Regions from separate parts of the Xenopus laevis genome. Here region 1 is linked to region 2. A link is a contact called in public Hi-C data. All regions are on one chromosome and are shown on one strand. The core of a region is the stretch at or near the end of the contact, and the rest is flanking DNA. Distances in the headings are between cores, read along the strand shown.

Region 1 (5,846 bases), core at 1,392-3,891, 35 kb before region 2:
GTACAAATCCGTCAAATTATCGTGAGGTTAGTGGGCACCGAACAATCGAACATCTAAAAAAAATTTCGGGTTAGAAAGTGAAAATGTTCATTGTCCACAGTGAAATCTATCCATTGTCCAATAGTTTGCAGGGCCACACATGTAGCTACCCACAGTTTTCCTGGCTTCAGCTAGACAATATCGGTTAAAATGGTCTTTTTAGTTGACGAACAAATTGTACATTTAAACGATTCAGGATAAGCCTGATCCTACGATAACACAAATATCTTTTAAAAATCTTTACGTCTATGGTCACCTTTAGCCCATGGCCAAACAGTGTCGGACAGGCCCACAGGGATACCAGGAAAACTCACAGTGGGCCCAGGTGTCAGTGGGCCCTTGTGCTGCTAAACATTTGGCCTATTTCATGGCCATTCCCTATTTCTTTGAGAACAAAGAGGCTAATAATAGATTATAGTATGTAAAGAACAGAGACTAGGAGAATAGAGGTTGAGTGAGAAGAATAATAGTACTGAAAATGGGCCCCTGGTCTATGGTTCTTTGGTGGACCCCTGGTCTAAGGTTTTTCAGTGGGCCCCTGGTGTCCCAGTCCAACAATGTAACCAAATGATCAGGTTGGTTAAATAAACAAAACTGATATACCGGTAGCTTTTCTTACAAAAGCCACCCAATTGTTATCCCTGTGCAAGTATGTATTTGTATGTTTTTAAGCATGTGTGAACATAGGTTTATTTGTACATTATATTCTCTATGGAACACATCCATTTCTAGCCTTCACCATATGGTATCCCGAAAAGTGCTAACTTTATTTTTCCTTTTTTCCTTTAGGAAGCAAAGGGAGATTTTACAAGGTAAGTTTCCAGATTCGATCAAGTTTATATATATATATATATATATAATATATATATATATATATATATATATATATATATATATATATATATATATATATATATATATATATATATATATATATATATAGCAGAGGGCTAAAGGAAGTGTGGGAGGTTGAATATTTGCAGGGATCACTAACTGTTGCTGAGCTACAGATCTCAGCATCTATAGACAGCCATTGAAAGCTGTGGCTAACAACAGTTCAGTGTTAAATCTCTATGATAATCCATGGCTTGCTACTGTGTGACTTCTGAGACCTTTGACATTGCATCATAAGCTGTTTTCTCCTTCAAGAACAGTGGTTGTTCCATTGAAGTTGTGCATTCTCCCACCTGACTTTATCAGCCCACTACCAGAAATGTTATCAGTTATGTGAATTTGCTTTTACACTGGTAGTTTAATAATCCATAATGTAGTAACTTCTTTGTAACTTTGCATTAATTATTAATGTTATTAGCACATAGTTATAAAGCCCAATGTATTTCACATTGCTGTACAATAGATGGGTGTATTCAATGAATACACATATTGCATACAAATATTGAACAATATAAAAGATAAAGAGGGCCCTGTTCAATATGTAAAGATAAAGAGATGCCCAAAGCACTAAATAAGCATGTTGTTTGTGGTCGACTGACAATATGTATTGTTACTGTAACCCTGTAAATGCTGGTGTCTTCTGAATTTGCTATGTGCAATGTTGCCAGTATACATATGACACAACATGCAGTAAATGAAAAGACAACAATAGAATCTGCGCTTTTTATTGATTTCTATGGGATTTTTAGTATCATATTTATCAATGGAGTTCACACCCATCTCTTATCCAATATCCATCTGGGAGCAAGGTGGTTCTGGTGTTTTGCAATACTGGTAGGCTGCACTTAAATAATTAGTGATTCAAAAGTTTTTTTTAATAGAAAAATAGAAAGCATTTCAAACAGTTGCAGAGGTCACTTTGCAATCCATGGCACAACAATCAATTTTAGTTCTGCTGATGTGTTTAGTTACTGCACCAGCTCATTAGGATTTATGTTATTACCTTTCCTACTCTGGATTTCTCTGGAATAGGATGAAAGACATTCATACCATTGCTTTGGAGATCAAGACATAGATCATAGACTGTAATGTTCATATAACCAAACTATGATTTAAGCAAGCACTGTCCTTCTGGGCCCCTGTCACATAGACATTTGGCAGATAAGTTGCTTTGTGGCTGGTACTGATATGTGCTGAGCAACAGTTGCTATCCATAAAGTATACGTAGAAAAAACAAGTATGCTCCTTCTGCACCAACTAATTACTGTGTACCTGGTTGGTCAAGATATGTGTCAGCTTAGCATAACACATTCTTTTCTATCCTGCAAAGAACTTTTTGTGTGCATTATTGCCTAATAAAATTAGTTTATTGGGTTCTTAACATAGTTATTTTTATGTGGTTTCTGGCCCTTTCCAATACGCATTATTTCCCATGCTGCTGCAAAACAATATATACAAAGCTTTATGCCTTTATATTATTACTTGTCTTTTTACCTTTGTTTTAGTGTTACTTTCATTTCAGATGAGGTGGAATAACAAATCTCTGGAGATGGCTCTGCCTAGCAATTAGCTGCAGTCTTAACAGGAGTGAAGGAGTTAACAAGTCTAAACAGCCAAAGAAATCTAATATGGCTTTAATATTTCTGTTACATCTCATGCCATATGGGGTGGGGGATTTTGATGTTTCCCATAAGAAGTCACACAAAAAGCCTTTTAAGGAAAACTGCATGTGTATTTAATAAGCTGCAGAAAGAGATACCTTATTGCTGTTAATTTGCCCTCACCAATGATATGACATGAAATGCAAAGGCCAAGCACTTACAGCAGCAATAAATAAGACAGACGGACAGGCGTGTGGCTAACCTAGCAATAGTAACCATGCTGATGTATGATGTCTCTGCCTTCTTAACTTTGTAGCTATACTTAAATGACAGATCATCTATTTAAATGTTAAACACTGTGCATACAAAGAATTTCCATTTCTGTTTAAACAGCCAAATCCAAACATTACCCAACCCCCAGTGTAGATGTTTTATTGATAAAAGCCAGTTCCCCAGAAGTTCTGGAAGAAAAACGGCCTTCTTTACCTGAGCTCTTACAAACAGGCAAGTTTAGGGAATGGCAAAGATTTCTGTAAACATTCTAATCTCTGAGCAGAAATATGATCCATTTCAGTAGGTTGTTGACACAGCAAAGGTTAGAGCTGGGCCTGTGCCACTAAGTGCTACATTCACTTTATTTTAACTCTACACTTGTTTGTGTCTTTCTTAATTGATGTTGTGGTCTTTTACATGCCAAAGATAGACATGTGTGAGACAGATAACAAATCATCCTTCCTGGCATTTAACACTTTAGGTGTTAGTCAGATAAACAAACCAGTTCTTAGGGCAGAGCCACACTGCTTTTTCGGGAGATTAGTGACCCAGCAACAAATCTCTTCTTCTACGGGTGACTAATCTCCCTGAACTGCCTACTCGCCAGCTAGAAAATATTAAATTGACAGCAGGATGGCACTCGGAGCGCATAATTTTCGGAAGTCACTCGAAGTTCCTCGTGAGGCTGACTAATGTTTTTAACCAGCAGTTAAAATAGCAGTCCTATCGCTCAGTGAGATCCACTCTCACCCTTTTAAAGCTGGTTGCACACAGTAAGATTTGGGGGAGATTAGTCGCCCAGTGACAAATCTTCTCTTCTTTGGGTGACTAATCTCCCCACAATGCCTTCGGGATGTGAAACGTCAGTGGGATGGCATGCTTTCCTGCCAGCGATTCACATACTTGCCGGCAGAAGGCATTGCGGGGAGATTAGTCGCTTGAAGAAGAGGAGATATGTCACTGGGCGACTAATCTCCCCCAAATCTTTATGTGTGCCACCATCCTATAATTATTTGTATGTAAATTACGTTAGGGGTATTGTGCCTTTGATCCATTCAGCTTCAGAAGGCTGATTCATGTAGAGATCATGGTTCATGGTTCAGTGCCATTATGATTGTCAAATGTGATTGAAATAACATTACACACAGGCTCCAACCTCACAAATATGTCTCAAGTGCAAAATGTTCACTGAACCTGAACATGTCTTAATATTAGCATGTTAAGATTAGGCCTCTCCTTGTCAATTCCAATAAAACCAGTTGGACATTTCTATATTACTAACCATTGCTGGCAGGTGGATGCTTACCAGCGTGCAGCCAGCCAGAAAGGCAATTTATATATTTTTTCTGGAGCAGAATGGTAAAGTTTGGAAAGGAAAATACATTCTATTTTAGTTGTATATATTATAAAATGGGTATTACTGTTGTGTTTTCATTCTTGAAATAAGTTCCAGCATGTTCTGTAGTAGAAATTAAACAAAATTAATTTTACTTTCAACTTTTAGCAGCTTTTAGCTCTGTTTGGGCTTTTCTTTGTTTAAATCATTTTCTGAAATAAAGCATCAAAACCATGATGGAAACAGTGGACACTGGAAACAAAAGAAGGATGTGTGGTTGAGTGTGTAGCAGCTGACAGTTAACATGATACTGCAGCATCTGTTGCCTTTGTATGTTTGTCTGTGATGCAGTTTGGAATGATCCATATTAAAATAAAAGCAACAGAGATGAATCCTGGAATGAGGTATATGAAAACATAGCTAAGATTTCAACTAATATGTTTATTGAAAGAGAATGGAAATAAAATTATTGCTAGGTAGTACATGACACCCTAAAATCTCTACAGAATGCAGAGCAACATACCTTCCACATGCTTCAGAGGCTGCAGAGATGCAGGCATTTATATGTATATGTGGTGGCAGTGCCCCCAAGTAAAGTATAGGACCTTGTCTTTATGGAAATCAGTACAATATGTGCCCTAACAATACCCCCATGTCCTAAAATCGCTCTACTCAAACTTTTCCCTCGGACTCGGCTATAGCAAATACACCACACTACAGGTATGGTATCCATTATCCGGAAACAAATTGTGCAGAAAGCTCGGAATCACGGAAAGCCTGTCTCCCATAGACTCCATTTTATCCAAATAATAATGATGATTTCCTTTTTCTCTGTAACAATAAAACAGTACTTTGTTTCTGATCCCAACTAAGATATAATGAATCCTTATTGGAAGCAAAAAATATGGGTTTATTTAATAGTATTTACATGATTTTCTAATAGACTTAAGCTATGAAGATCCAAATTACCCGGAAAACCCCAAGTCCCGAGCATTCTGGATAACAGGTCCCATACCTGTACTGATATTTAAAGGGATACTGTCTGTCATGGGAAAACATGTTTTTTTCAAAAAGCATAAGTTAATAGTGCTGTTCCAGCAGAATTCTGCACTGAAATCCATTTTTCAAAAGAACAGATTTTTTTTATATTCAGTTTTGAAATCTGACATGGGGCTAGACATATTGTCAGTTTCCCAGCTGCCCCCAGTCACGTGACTTGTGCTGTGATAAACTTTAGTCACTCTTTACTGCTGTGCTGCAAGTTGGGAGTGATATCACCCCCTCCCTTTCCCCACCCAGCAGCCTAACAACAGAACAATGGGAAGGTAACCAGATAGCAGCTCCCTGGTAGATCTAAAAACAACACTCAATAGTAAAAGCCAAGTCCCACTGAGACTGATTCAGTTACATTAAGTAGGAGAAATAATAGCCTGCCAGAAAGTAGTTCCATCCTAAAGTGCAGGCACAAGTCATTTGACTGGGGCAGCTGGGAAACTGACAATATGTCTAGCCTAGGGTTTCCACCTGGCCGGTAAAAATGATGGTTGATCACATTGTTATTAATAGGGAAAAAAGATAAATATATAGGAAAGCCGGTAATTTTTTCCAGAAAAGGTGGCAACCCTAGTCTAGCCCCATGTCAGATTTTAAAATTGAATTTAAAAAAATCTGTTTGATTATGCTTTTATAAACGCTGGTGTAGG
Region 2 (5,510 bases), core at 725-3,224:
GCTGAGAGAGGAATAGTGAAGATGAACTTCTGAAACAGTACAGAATTTTTAATTGATTGCATTTAGAACGTTTCTCATTTCAGCATGCTGAAGCTTATTATAAATTTTCATTTTCGAGATAGTTCCCCTTTAGCTATGCAACATGGCATTTATCCTGTGCTGTCCTAGTGTATGGGGCGGAATTGCATAGCAACCACGCAGCAGTTTATTCTGATTGGTCTACTGCTATTGAAAAAATACTAGAGCCCACCACTGGCTGTTTGATAATGGCTACCAGGACGGGAACTTTTTCCTGTGTTACTAGATAATTTGTTTCTAACTAGAACATTGTAGAGGAAAAGTTTACTGTTTTTTTTTTTTTTCTTAGATTCTGAACTTTATAATGAAAGGGAAGTGATATAAAGCACAGTCTCTTTCTCCTTTCAATGAATGGGGAGCTGCTAAAGGTTAAAACGTTGAGGGGTGAGGGGCAGTGCAGCCCATTATCATGAGAATTCTGCCACTCACTACCATTCATTAACCTTGAACCCGGTTTTTATAAATCATTGACATAGCTTGAGAGCAAGCACCGCATCACTTAACTCCTTTGTCACCACATACCTCTGTCTTATCCCAAAATGAAAGCATTTGCCTGGTTTCTGCTGCCCCGTGATAACTGCAGAAAATGTGAGCTTTGTGCACACTGGGAGCTGCTTTTACAAGCTCACATTGTTATCATCTCACATTGCCTAGAATTAAGGTCAGCCCTCAGCCCCCGCCCTCTCCTGGGTTTTTTTAGAAGCTGCTTCAAGCAACAGTGCTTGTCAGGGACTATTACACATTTAGTGGGCAGGAAGTGGCCGTTCCAATGGGAGGCAGGGGAATTTGAATTCCTTGCCATTTCCCCACTCTGAAAGGGGGAATCTGTACTCACAGATGGCTACTGCTTGCTCCTGAGATTTCTTGTTTTAACTACTTCATTAAGGACTGAATGGGGAAAGGAATCACCAATAAAAAGGAGCATCGTCCAAGAGATAGAAATGTGTCATATCATTGATCTATAGCGTGGAAGGCATGTTGGATTGTTACAGAGGAATTACCTGACAATGTGTTCCTGGAAATGGTGACTGACCACAGCTTTACTCTTGTCTAGGTCTTCCAATGGAGGCAGCTGGAAAACCTTTACTTCAGGGAGAAGAAGTTTTCAGTAGAGGTTCATGATCCTCGCAGGTGAGGTGGCACGGTGCTATCTTATTCTTCTCTAATCAAGCGACATTCTCCCATACAATGTAGTCTTTGTTGTTCCTAGTCTACCATAAGAGTGAAGTTCAGTGCAAGCTAACATTGAAATCTGTTTTTGTTCTAAGTATACAAAGCGTGACCTGTGTGTGTGTGTATACCAGTGATGCATTTTATGTTTCCTGTGATAAAACTGCATTGGAATAGGGCTCACTGAAGGATCTCTTGGAAACATGTTGTCTGCCTGGGCTAGCTGTAGCAACAGTGTGATGTGCCCCATACTTTGCACTACACACTGACTGCTGTGACACTAGCACAATATTTGTAGCCATCCCCCTTTTAACGCCAGAAATAGTTCATGTGCAGGAGTATCTTGCCTTCCTCTGGATCCGACAACAGCTACGAAATACAGTGCAACAACTGCAGCAGCATCACAGTTTGCACATACCCGATTGATGCAACCATGCCATATACCATTATTTTTATCAATAAGTTTAGCTTGTCAATCAGATATGCCAATTAGTTCATCCCCCATTTGTACAGACCCAGGAATCATATTAAGACTTTCTTCAGACAAATAATAGTTGTTGTCTGTACATACACAGGCTTAGCGACTGTCTGTATGTGCTACCTACAGAGGAATGAAGGCAGCCCCTTTAGATTGGGAGATTCATGTGCATATGTGCCAGCTCTCCCTTTGTTTTAAACTCCTAGTAGATCTCAGCTGCTGCTTGTTTGCTAGTTCTAATGTTTTTGTGGGTGGGTTTTACTCCCAAGGTCCAACTGTATCACAGCACAGCTACGGCGACTTGAGTTTCACTACAAAGAGAATAAAGTCAAAAGTTAAGACAAAGTTATGCTGAATATAAAATAGCAGTCCAGCCAGGCATTGCTTACTGCTGGGGAGATCAAGTTTCCTTTTGCCTCTGCTATTTTATTTTGTTGTGAATCAGTATAATGAAAACAATGAATGTAATATATTCAGTCTGCTTACAGCCAGGACTGCTAAATTTGTTAAAAATCACCCTAACCAGGTTCGGTTTTCCATTACTTAAAAATAAAACTAATTGTACAAGAATGGGACCTTTTATCCAGAATGCCTGGGACCTGGGGTTTTCTGGATAACTAATCTCGCCGTAATTTAGATCTTCCTACCTTAAATCTACTAGGAAATAATGTAAACATTAAATAAACCCAAGAGGCTGGTTTTGTTTCTATTAAGGATTAAATATATCTTAGTTTGGATCAAGTACAAGGCACTATTTTATAATTTCAGAGAAACGGGAAATCATTTTTAAAAATGTGGATTATATGGATAAAATGGAGTCTATGGGAGATGGCCATTCTGTAATTCAGAGCTTTCTGGATAACGGGTTTCTGGATAACGGATCCCATACCTGTACTTATAAATCTTTTGTCTGTTTCTCCGGGCGTAGTTATAAATCAGGATCCTGCAACCCATAGCCTTCCATGTATTATTGAACTACATCTTGCAGCAATCTGAATGTGAGAGTTGTAATACATCAATATTTGGAGCGCTGAAAGCCGCCAATTCCAGTTGAAACAGTGATTTGCTTGAAGCAAGCTAAACTTTGTGTCTGCCATTGGTAACAGCTAAACTGTACATTTTCTGACATTGGAGTTTGTCAAAATAAATTACACAGAGGTTGTTTGAATAATTTGTGATTTCAGATGAAACTGGCTGTATTGTAGAACCTGATTAATGACAGTTTAAATTACATGAGTGCAGGGTGGATTTAGGAAGATCTCCCTGGTGCCCAAGCAGTGAAATGTTTTCTCTCTAAATATGACCAGGTCTACCAACTCTTTTATCCTGATGTCAGCATCTTTCCAAATGCTACAATTACTAGGGTTTGTTTTACCAACCAGTCTGGTCACATTGTTTCACATCTGCATGACATACAAAGTTATACTCAAGTCTTTTTAATGGACACAGTGGGATTAATGAGCTTTTTCCCCAACCCTTTCTTTCTTCTGTAATACGGATGTCCTTAACATATCAGTAAGACCCAGTGGGAGCTGAATGTTAAGCCATGTAAAGCAGTATCTGTTTGCTTTGTAGTTTTCTTTATACAGCCACAGTGCTATAAAAGTCACAGATCCTAGTGAATTTAGTGAAAGCTTGTTGGTATTGCCACCTTCATGTTAGTGTTCTACTGCATCATCATATGCCTGTGCTCCTACTTGTGTGCCCTACAGACTATTATGTGCAAACTGTCTTCAGGTACATGGGCAGATTTAAGCTGCAAATTGCCCTCCAAAAGAGAAGTAAAACAACATAATCTCTGTTGGTGTCATCAGAGAATATAGAGAATATAGTAATATTGCAGAACTGTAAATCTTCTATTACCTTATATCAATCTTAATGACACTAGCCTTAGTGTGTATCCCACCTCTTTACCAATAGATAGATATTACTACACAGACTTCCAGTATTACATAGATAATTCTCTTAGCAGGATGCAAGTGATACAGTAATTCTAAATTCTAGAAGCAGTGGGTCCTAAAGGAATGGCCATTTTCGGATGTTCATCAAGTTCACCAATTGTTTTGTAACTCTTTAATAACGTTTAAAAAAAAAGACAAATATATGATTCAACTGTTCACACTGTTATTGGTATATGCCATCTATTAGTTACTATTTGCCTTAATCACTGCATTTGTTCTAGATAACACAACATATATAAGTGAACATATATAAGTGAACAGTTTGGCCCCCTTTGAGGCTCATACCTGTTATGGCACTTAGTAGGTTAAAAACCACATCTTTTTTCTATCATAAATATTTGTTTTTCTTGTGGTTTATCTTAATGGTACTTACCTTGCTTATATAGGTTGACAGCCAAGCTAAGTGCCACAAATTCCAACACTGTTATTTGCTTTAGAGTAGAGGATATGGATCTTGTGTTTCTCCATCTGTAGCACTTAAACATTAGCTGAGGCTGCTGGGTATTATAATGCACATATGCTTAAAAGCAGCAGGTTTCACAGATTAGTATGGTATCTACAAGTATATATTGTAGTAATAATTCAAAAGCTGATGCTTTATGTATAACTATACCACAAGTTAGTTTATAGTAAAAGCTTAAGAGACTGATTACAATTCTTCATATTCTTTTATTTAATGCTTTGTATTTTCGATGTACAGTATTTTTTGTTATGACTTTTTAATGCAAGCTATAGCACAAATGAAAAACTAAATGAAAACTCCATTGATTCCACAGAGATTATACCATTTTTAAGAAAGACAAAGTACACCAATCCCTTTCTGTAGAAGTCTCATCTGTGGGTTAATGGTAGCCTGCAATCCATTTGATTATCTAGCAATTCTGAACATGCAGGAAGTAAGCTATTTTGTTCAACACAGTTGTAAACTGATTTATACTTCCTCCTCACATGTCTGTTTTGTGTGTCCAGAGGAAATCACAGTTCATTTTTTTCTGTTCTCTATGTATGTTAACAGGCCGTCTGTTACCAGAAGGACGTTTGGACATGGTGGAATTGCAGTGCACACATGGTACACCTGTCCAGCCCTTATAAAGTCCATCTGGGCTATGGCCATTAGCCAACATCAATTCTATCTCGACAGGAAGCAGAGCAAGGTAAGAAGCCAGGACACCATTTTTAATGGATAAAAGGATCCATTGCTTTCCCTTCTACCTTATAGGTTGTTCCTTCATTATCCCATACAGGACAAATATTTGGAAACTTGAGATAGTGTCATATGCTTGATACAATCTTACAATAGACCGTTCATTGAACATGAGGCTAAAACCTTCACGTCTATGGCCATATTAATTTTGTATACACAGAAGTTTACTGTTACTTTATCTAGGATTTCCTTTCCCACCGTGGTTACAGAGGATTAAAAGCAAATGCTTTCTGTAGAAGTACTGCACAGTATGTGATTACAGACGGAATGTATGTAAATGAAGGTCACACCTTTCAGTTTAGGACATAAAGCCCTGAAGGCTGCAGTGGGGAATAAGGCTCATGTTTCTTGCACTGCCAGAAGGCAGTTTTGCAGCCATGTGTTCTTAAAAACACATTTTGAGTGATCAATCAAACCACCTTTTGATAGAAATACACTATGGGTGTGTAAATAGGAGTGCAACACCCCTGATGTGAGCACTCATTTCCTGGAGTGCTTCTTTTGTCTGCTTTTATCATATGCTATTATGATTCTAGCCAGTCAGTGTTTTTATGGGTCCCTCTTTCAGAGCTGTATCCACTTCTATCTTCTAAGAAGCACACCTTCTCCAAACTTCCAT

What was found. A called contact is a pair of places that touch in the nucleus more often than the background predicts.
Region 1: a Hi-C map of the XTC cell line shows a contact between it and region 2, with 1.9 times the contacts expected there. The contact joins two enhancer-like sites. A contact is called at or near these places in 2 of 4 Hi-C or Micro-C datasets (the XL177 cell line and the XTC cell line).

What each region holds. Positions count from the first base shown.
Region 1 is chr3S:69,444,681-69,450,526 of Xenopus_laevis_v10.1, reverse strand. LOC108712345 (FERM domain-containing protein 4A) reads left to right here. Exons shown (of 23, transcript XM_041588462.1): 7 at 829-851. Among protein-coding and RNA genes, the nearest start is that of bend7.S, 100 kb to the right of the region's middle. Within about 2 kb of position 2,641, at least 1 of the 7 cell types and tissues checked has an H3K27ac peak or open chromatin away from gene starts, as enhancers often do.
Region 2 is chr3S:69,409,510-69,415,019 of Xenopus_laevis_v10.1, reverse strand. LOC108712345 (FERM domain-containing protein 4A) reads left to right here. Exons shown (of 23, transcript XM_041588462.1): 12 at 1,133-1,209; 13 at 4,703-4,841. Among protein-coding and RNA genes, the nearest start is that of bend7.S, 66 kb to the right of the region's middle. Within about 2 kb of position 1,974, at least 3 of the 7 cell types and tissues checked have an H3K27ac peak or open chromatin away from gene starts, as enhancers often do.